Regions from separate parts of the Cricetulus griseus genome. Here region 2 is linked to region 1. Evidence: chromatin contacts called from public Micro-C data. All regions are on one chromosome and are shown on one strand. The core of a region is the stretch at or near the end of the contact, and the rest is flanking DNA. Distances in the headings are between cores, read along the strand shown. Region 1 overlaps Dennd1b (DENN domain-containing protein 1B). Region 2 holds the start of Lhx9 (LIM/homeobox protein Lhx9).

Evidence for each region. Hi-C and Micro-C count contacts between places; a contact is called where the count stands out from the background.
Region 2: a contact with region 1 is called in a Micro-C map of the CHO-K1 cell line, with 2.8 times the contacts expected there. The contact joins the promoter of Lhx9 here to the enhancer-like site in region 1. A contact is called at or near these places in 2 of 8 Hi-C or Micro-C datasets (the CHO-K1 cell line and fibroblasts).

The regions. Positions count from the first base shown.
Region 1 is chr5:50,251,822-50,256,426 of CriGri-PICRH-1.0, reverse strand. Dennd1b (DENN domain-containing protein 1B) reads left to right here. Exons shown (of 22, transcript XM_035444915.1): 10 at 990-1,090. Among named protein-coding and RNA genes, the nearest start is that of Dennd1b, 110 kb to the left of the region's middle. Within about 2 kb of position 2,311, at least 2 of the 6 cell types and tissues checked have open chromatin away from gene starts, as enhancers often do. A contact at or near this core is called in the CHO-K1 cell line and fibroblasts, where this site is marked.
Region 2 is chr5:50,476,072-50,480,676 of CriGri-PICRH-1.0, reverse strand. Lhx9 (LIM/homeobox protein Lhx9) reads right to left here and starts at 2,417. Exons shown (of 5, transcript XM_027417456.2): 1 at 1,791-2,417. The coding sequence starts at 1,964.

The DNA of each region.
Region 1 (4,605 bases), core at 1,062-3,561:
AATAAAATGACTTAATTGAGAAACTTGAAATGGGGACTAGTAACTGTAAAACAATGAAAAAGAACATTGGTTTAATAACTACTTTAATCAGTAAAAATATACCTTATAACTATAGTAATTTTTAAAATAGAAGTCACACAGGAAGAAATATCAATGAGGATTAGTTAGGAGGGAGAAAGAAGTGGTATCCCTTCATTAAGCATTAAAAAATTTTAATTAACTGCTTGCCCAAACACAACAATTAAAATGGCAATTACCTCTAAAGTAGCAACAGTGTAATTGCAGCCGCTGTGATCTAAAGCTGGGAAACAAAATGTTAATCTGGAATGAGCAGTTTCAATATGAAATTATGATATACTTGGCTTCCTGTAGTACAGCTGTCAAGCTTGGGCAGCTCGCTGGTCAATAGTGACATTCTGTGTGTCAGTGAGCAGCGTCTCTTGATACCATAACCCACAGTTCACACATTACCGAAGCTCCGACTGTCGAACATTCAAGTCCCCTGGTAGTATTGCAGCTTCCAGACTCTCCTGACTGGCTCATGTTTCATTCTTTGGCAATTTGCCCTAATGATATCCCTCAGGAGCTTTCAGCCTCTCTTCTTTCCATATTTAATCGTGTTGTATTAATCTGAGTGATGCGCAAACTGGGTTGCACAAATTGTCATTTCCTACAATATTTTCTAAGAGACTCACTAATGTTTTCACTTCAACTTTTATATATGGTCCAAAATTTAGCCCTAACCATATTTTCAAGTTGAATATAAAAATATGCATATGATTCCCAAGAAACTCATTTTGCTGTTTGTGTGTTTTTCAGAGGGACCTTTGAGACACAGGCTTTTCCATGTAGCATTGGTAAAAACAGTGTGAGCTATGTCACTGTGTAAATTGTTCTATGATGATCGCTCATCTTTGATACCTTGAACATGCCTTTTTCTTTAGAGGGTCAGCAGCTCTTCATTATTGTTCCCCTTCTGTGAATTTTAGTTAACTGCCTGTCTCCATGGATCGGCTGCTCTGCTCTACCCGATGTACTGGCAGCACATATACATCCCCGTGCTTCCTCCACACCTGCTGGACTACTGCTGGTAAGCTGGCCTTCGCCAGACCCCCTTCAGCCCAGTGTTCACCATTAAAAAACAAAAAGTGCTTTATATTATAGTCACTTACAGATGAAAGAAACAATAGAAACTTGATTTTCAGACTCATAAGTATAAAAAGAATATATTTTTTTTATGTATCAGAACAGTTCATTCCAAAGATAGCAAAAATTTAGATTTGTCAAATGTAGTTCTCTAAATTTTGCAAATTTATTCTGTGGTCGTTTAGAAAAAAAGATGTGTAAGTAAGAAATATAATTTCCTTTTGTGGTTCCAATATTATACAAGGAATCTGGGTGTCAGAGAACAATTATCCCAGGTATCGGAATTTATCTGTTAAATCTACCCATTATCCAATTGGCTCCATGAGGACAACCTTTCATACCTTTGCCTGTGACCCCCTTTTGCTTCACCTCCTTTCTTCTCAGTAGCATCATGAAAACAGTATTGCCAAAGCAATTGTTTCTAGGACAGGAATTTTTGAGAGTCTGGTATGAGGCAAAGTGTCAGCCTAAAGCAACCTTGAAAAACAGTGTGGAAAGTGTGAGAGCCATTGTGAGAACTGGCTGGCTTTAGAAACAGCTCTCAGTGAGTTCAGTAATCTGAGTTCAATCAGGCCACTAGAAACTAGAACAATGGCCAATGGCCTCCTTGTTCTCTCTGACTGGAATATAGCAAGGCTTGTATATAGTAAGGCTAGACAAAGAGTAGACTCCAAAGCAGAAGCTTTGATTGTGTATAGTGAAGCTACTCCAGAACTAGATTCGGATGCAGTAGTTTTGGTCCTTGAGGGTAAAGAATTGTATTCATTATGTAATCACCTGCAGGAATAGTTAAATTTTAAGAAATTTGTTAGGATTTCTTTCTCTGAACCATGCCTTTGTATACATGCATGATACACACACACACACACACACACACACACACACACACACACACACACAGAAATCATTTGGCATTGATAATTTTCTTATATCAAAGCTAGTGTTAGTAAAAATCAGTCCTTTGGAATTAATATATTTATTTAAGATTTTCAAGACAGACATTATTTAAAATTCTTTAAGGATAGTGATTATTTAAATATACGATGTTTGCACAAAGGACTGGTAGGTGTTGTATTAAGTTTCTCTGACTAGCCTTCTAAAACAATGCTTGTACTTGTCCAGATTGATTACACTGCTGTACTGTGTGTTTCCATAGTGTGGTAATAGTATTGCTCATGCTGTGAAGTGGGTGACTAGTGACTCACCACTGTTGTTCTTTCCTTAGGCACCTTGAAAGGAAAAATAGTTTTGTAGACTACAGGGTTTAATTTAATTATATTGTGAAGTGTGATGTGCACAAATCTAAGTATAAAGTCAGATCAATAAGTAAATTTTTCTGTTATTCATTTTAGAGTTTTCCTTTTGACCAACACACTAGTTTTCCTCCTTAAAGACAGAAAATACAGTTGGTTTATGATGATGTACATGATAGATTTTCACATACAAGTGTTCTGTAACTAGACATTTAAAGTACTCTTTTCTAAAAGTCTTATACAATTAAATTCATTTTGATTTTAATTATAATTAATTTAATTTGAATTTAATTATAGGATTAGAATTACATTTTGCAATAGTACTTGCTTTATAATTTTTCTGTTAAAGTGCCCTGACTTCTTATGATAACATACCTTTTACTCAATTCTATGTAGTGCTATATATTCAAATTTTTCTTAAGCATTATTTTTAAAGTATCAATGTTACACAAATTCTTTCCAGAACTATTTTCTTGGTTCTGACCCTGCTGTCAAGTCTTTACTGCTGCTTCCAGTCTAAGTGAAGAAGCTCCTCCTTTCTCCCCTTTCTTTCTTATTGCTTGCTCCCAATGCTGGAAATAGTCTTTAGCACAAGTTCCTACAGCTTCCATGCCATCTGTGGTATCCAAACAGGAACTCTCTAAGCACTGTCTGAGCCTTAAAGTCATATGATAGGCTCAGCTTTTGTTAAAGGATCTAGCAACCCATCTATGTCACTTCATCCTATTGTCAGGACATGTGATAGATGAAGCACTTTCATAGGAAAGATGATTCGGTTCCATTTATATCCTTGATATTAGGATCGTAGTGATATATGCTGAAGGAAGAAAAATGGAAGTTATCCCCTCAGTCTCAATCATCAAACAAAAAGTTTACACTAAGCTCCAAATGGGACCACATTGTTTGAGGATTACTTGTACCGTGGTTAGCTTTTCAGAGTGATTGGGATGCTGCAAATCCTGAATAGTCACGGAGCAGCAAAACATTTCTCTGTCTGCACCTGGTATTGGTGATGTGCCATAACTTTGGAGAACCATAATGCCCTCTTGTGACCATAGATGAATATCACATCTTGGTCCTTTGCCACTCTTATTACATTGTTGGTTGGTTCATTCATCCATCCATTCATGCACCCACCCACCCACCCACCCTCTCACCCCTCCATTGTATAGTGACTACCTATTTGGCAAGCTGTGAATATGTAATATAATGAATAAGCTTCTTTAATTGTTGATTTACTGAAAGAAATAAATACATATACATAGCTCTCTGCATACTTCCATGCACACATCCAAGTACTGAATAACCCTGTAACACTATAATTGCTATAGCAGAGTTACTCAAAGAGACATGGGTGGCAACTGAAGCGGTTAAGTAGAAAGCATTCTTCCTAAGTTCAGGAAAGCTGTTAGGAGGAAGTGATATAATCTGTGTTTTCCTCTTTGTCAAGAAAAACAACAGTACTTCAGTATGCCACATCGTTTGTCAGATACTTCAAAATGGTCTAACCCATGAACATGGCTGTAAGATTATCATAGATTATTACCATGAATTATCATCTGCTCAAGCAGTGCTTAAGTAAGTCATTTAGTTGAATTCTCCAGTTTATTTCTTTGAAACAATCAGATTTGGCTTCTAAGAAAAAAAGTAAATAAAAAAAATTTATTCCTTCAGTCTATCCTGATTGCTGCAATAGCATGTGTCAGGGATGCTTCTTTGTAAGTAGCTTAAGAAGAAAAAAAAAGTGAATTTGAGTAAAGATTCTACCACCAAGAAGAAAAGTCGTCTGTACTGTCTTTTCTAAATAATGTCACAGACAGTAGGGCTTGAAGACAGTCTTACACATAGATAATGGAGCATCTGCATCACCATTGATCTCTTCCTGATGTACCAACTCCCTCATCAAAGTAGGATGGATGATCCATCTGGGATTGCAGGTGACTTTCCTAGAGAGTTGGCCTATGTCATACTACAATATGTATAGTCCAGTGGGAAAGAAACACCTATCTATTTGACTCTATAAACATTGCATTCTGTCAAATATCATAATGATTTTAGAAAATTATACTCTAGCATTTTTAATTCAAACATATGTAAGTGTAGGAATTTGCTATAAATTAGTGAGAAAAAAATCTACAGCAATGCACCATGATCCCATTTAAGAGTTTTGAGTTGATACATTGTTAAATTTGTCATAAGAGCCTGC
Region 2 (4,605 bases), core at 1,168-3,667, 220 kb before region 1:
GCACACGGCAAGGCTGATGGGGGTCGCGGGGCGCTGCCGCACAACCCGGGATGCTTTTGGCCGAATTCCCCAGAGCAGGAGCGCATCAGACCAGGGGCCACAACACCAAAAGCAAAAGTGGGGGAAACATTCCCAATTTCTCCCTTTTCAACGACCAACAGTTCCCTTTCTTAGGAGTTTGCCTAGACCAGGGTCCCGGTCCTCCTGGCCCTGAGACCCTAAAGCATCCAGACATTTAGAGCCTAGAGGATGTTTTGATAAGCGTTCCAGAAGTAGAATAACTAAGGATGAATTTTTGTGAGTTTTCAAACAATGCACAAAATAGAACAACAGAGCTGTTATTGTGAAGTAGTAGGAATTCTGAAGCATACCGATTTTCTTTTACACAAACAACGCTATAATTCTATTTTCCTGAATTTTAATAGGCGAAGTAATTTGGCCGGCATTGTTGTGATTCAGACATGCTTAGCAGATGTTGCTATTCTGTAAGTTCAAGGTCGTTGCCCTGTTCCTTTAAGAAAGTGAAGTGCCTGTCCCGAAGGAAGGACCCCTATCCAATCTTTTCTGTATACTCACTCTTTTCTCTAGCCAGCATAAACAATATATGTCTTTTTCTTGAAAATTTGGTTCCCAAATTAAGCTTTCCACCGAGGTCCCAACAGAGGCTAGCTAAGGCGTTAAAACTCACTTTAAGGATCCCAGTCGAATTTGGTTGCTTCTTTTTATTTTTAAGTAAAATAGCCACTTAAGATGGAAAGAAGTTACTGGCTGGATCCTTTCCTCAGACTAGTAAAATAGTCCAGGCTTCTCCTACTACATTCATTTTGGCGGCACTGGAATGTTAAGTTTCGCCTTTTACTCAGAAAGAGGGTTCTCACTGAATTAATGGTACAAATGATGGTAGTGGGCTATTTAACGAGACCCAAAACTTCGCTGACGGGCTAGAACCGTCTCGGGTCAGTTTGAGCTACAGTCCCCGCAGTGATACGAAAGGTCTACACAGCACTGTTCGCCAAGAATCATTTCCGCAGACTTCTGTAGTTTTCTCCCTCCAGTCCATAAGTGGAAAGGGGAAATTCTTAAATTTCTATTAATTTCACGAAGACATAACTGATATTACGAATAGTAACCGGCGGTTGTGACTGATTGCTTCTCTTGGGTTGGAAGAGTTCATGTTCCTGCTTTTAGACCTGGGCGGGGGGCGCTCCTCATTTTTATCCGATTTCCCGCTACACAAGGCACCCTCCCCATAAAAAAGAGAAACGCAATTTTGTGAGCAGGGTATCTGAACCCGCATGCCAGAAGCCCTAGCAATCACTGGATTCGGGTGGTGAGTACTGAATGTTCGAAGAAATTGGAAATGGACCAGCGCATCGGAGTCTACTCCGAAGAGTCTGGGGTCCCACGGCTCCAGCCTGTCCCGGACACCATGCCGGTAAACGGCCCCCTAGTAACTACACCAAAGCTTGTCCTCGGGGCGGCGGATCCGGCCTGGCGGCCGAGTCACCAGAGACTGGAGTTTGGGGCAGGCTGGCAGGGAGGACGCCCGCTCCTTCCAAGGCCGGCTGTCCTGCGTGCTCGCTATCAGCCGTTACAAAGACTAGTGAGCTCTGGACCACAGCATCCCAGACACCACGATTCGGAAAGGGACCCTTGCCTAGCAAACAGACCTCTCGAGAAAACCTAGCGAGCGAGCGTCCCCAGACAGACGTCCCCGGGACCCGCCATACCCAACCTGGGCAGGCCGGAGACCCGCAGTTTCTCCAGCGCCGCGCCAGGGCTGTCCTTACCGCGTCGCGGCCGTTGAGCTGAGTGCCTTTGGCCAAACGGGCCTCGGTCTTGGATCTGCGCTCCATCTCCTCCATGATGCCTTGGATATGGCCTCCGGAGATCCCGTGGAAGAGCATGGCTGGGGGGCGGAAAGGACACGAATTGTTTTCGGATCGGCACCCCACTATTTCCATAAACACACGCCTGGGGCTCTCAGTTCATCCGCGTGAGGAAGCAAAGGGGACCGCGCAGGGCTGCGCGGTGAAGGAGCGTAGATCGCGGGGACAGGGGCAAGAGAGAAAAGGAAGAAAACGAGAGAGTGGAAATAGATCTATTTGAGAGGGAAAAGATCCGGGCAAAAAAGCGATGGGAAAAGGGAGGGTGGGGGAGGCCCGGCGTTTCCCAGAAGATGTGCAGAAAACAAACAAACGCGGACGGAGGGGAAAGCAGGAGAATCTTACTACAGTGAGAGATCGAATTACTAATGGAAAACAACTGCCGCGGGGGCTGGGGGAGGAGGAAAACAAAATCTAAGGAAGAAAGAAAAAATAGTTTTGAACACAAAGAAAACGAAGTGCTATATTCAGCGGTCCCTAGCTGCCTGCAAGTTCCCAGTGCCTCTAGGTTGGGTTGGGGACTGCTCCTGCCGGAGCTGTGTCCAATTTGTTAAGAGACTAAAGCCAGCCCATTTTTGATAATTTAGTAGGAGGAGTCCTCTCCCTGGAGCAGCCACGGATTTTTATTCAGACAACAAAGACCTGTCATACTCCTCTCAACCCCCTGGTGATGGGCAAGCAGGGACAAACATTACAAAGGGGTGGGGGACTAGGGGGGAGGCAGAAGGAGGGGGCCTTTACCCCCACCCCCACACGCGCGCCTACACACACACACACACACACACACACACACACACACACACACACACACAGTACACATCCAAGAGTTCTCAACAGTCATGCTTTAAAGGACTAAAGGAGCCCTTATTGTCCGAGTCCTGGATGGAGCTGGAGGGAGGGCTAGTCTTATTTGCTCCCAGTTCATCAGACCCCAGCCCAGTGTACACTGAAGATGAGCTGCAAACCTTAAGTTTCCTTCTGGTTCACAGACTTTCAAACCCCCAGTTCACAAGTCTGTCACCCTGCGCGCACCAAACCCACAGTCTTAGAAGGGAGCGCTTCTCCGCAGCGGTGCTTTTAAAGCCTGCTCCTTTCCTCTGTGTCCCTTCTTTCTCCACTCATTTTTTAAAAGCACCCTTCTGACGGCGGTCTAAGACCGAGGGCAGGAGACACCACCAGGCTCCGAGGTGCCCTGCAAAGTGAAAAGGGGAGTGGAGAACTTACTTTCCCGAGTATTACTTTTGGAGAGGGAAAAAACAAACAAACAAACAAACAAAAACGTGTGTGTGTGTGTGTGTGTGTGTGTGTGTGTGTGTGTGTGTGTGTGTGTGTGTGTGTGTGTGTGTATTCTGAAATTTTTGAGTGTAGAGGCCAGGGAATGCTTTTGTAGACCTGGATATTCAATGGAACCTTGACCATGAAGGACTCTTAACTAATTCTAGATTGAAGGTAAACTAGTGGAGATTCTAGTGTCCCGTTTGGAATTTGTCAGCTTGCTTAGGATAGGACTCGGGTGAGCTGGGCGCCCAAGCCGGGTAGGACGAGGCATTGGCCGCTGGCATTGGCACACTTGGGTGGGTGTGAAAGGAGCTCAGGGTGGAGGCGGGGAGGTGAGAACTAACATGCTGGATAGCAGACTGCTCTTCACAAGAGATAGCATTGTTCTGTCGCCCTCTGTTCTTGCTAGCGCGGCCCTTCCCCTCCCTCTGGTCCCATTAAAAAGTGGCCACAATACTCTGATATTGTGGATTCACCGAAACGGCCAGGAAACCCCTAGGATCGTGGAGCGAGGACCAGCTACGGGAACTTAATCAGAAAAAAAAAGAAGAAAGCCCGGCCGCTCTCAGCCCTTTCTTCGTGGTCGCCAGCCTCTGTTTCCCCACTACTCTGCCGTCTTTCCGGTAATCATTGGGGCTTCAGTTTGGATACCCAGAGCAGCAGCCCGGTGGCAGGCCCGCCTCCCTCCACCCTGAAAGTTCCACGCGGAGTTTTCGCCCAATCTGGAGGGAAAGCTGAGAAGAAACGGGGGAAAGGGGTATCGGAGGAAGGGAAAAAAAGAAAGAATAAAGGGTGAGTGCTAATGAGCAGGCTACGGTAGGAAGGAGGAAAGGGAGGAAGAGAAAGAGGAAGGAAGGAAGTAGAAAAGGAAGGAAGGGAGGAGAAGGAATGCAGAGAAGGAGGAAACCACCCTGGTGTAGCAGCCTAACTTCCTGTCCCAAAGGTCCACCTTCGGAGGCTCTTGGGGTCGCTTCTTCCATGAAACTCAAGCCTCCACTGTTTCCCCACCTTTTTTTCTCAGGGTCAAAATAATGTTATTTGCAGACTGGACGCTTTTAAGGTCCTCTGGGTACCAGAATACAGCTCATAAAACACAATTTCACACAAAAAATGAAGCCAATCAAGTGAACTAAGCTGGAGAAACACCCCCCCTCCTATTTTGGCAGCCCTACCTGACAGCAGGATGGCTATTTACTGTAAGTAATGTAATTAGCCCCTTTGGATGGAAATCAATGAGCTCTTCAAACCCACGTGCATACACATATGAAGGCCCCAAGGAGGGACTGGGGGCAGGGGCCCTTTCAGAGACAGCAGGTCCTCTTACAAAGGAGCAGACTGCCTTCATACAAGTCAGCAGTTAAACTGACTTGGCCCAAGAAGGAGGAGAAGGGGAGGCTGCCCAAAGAACTGCTCAATTAACCCAAGGAGGTTAGAGACACAA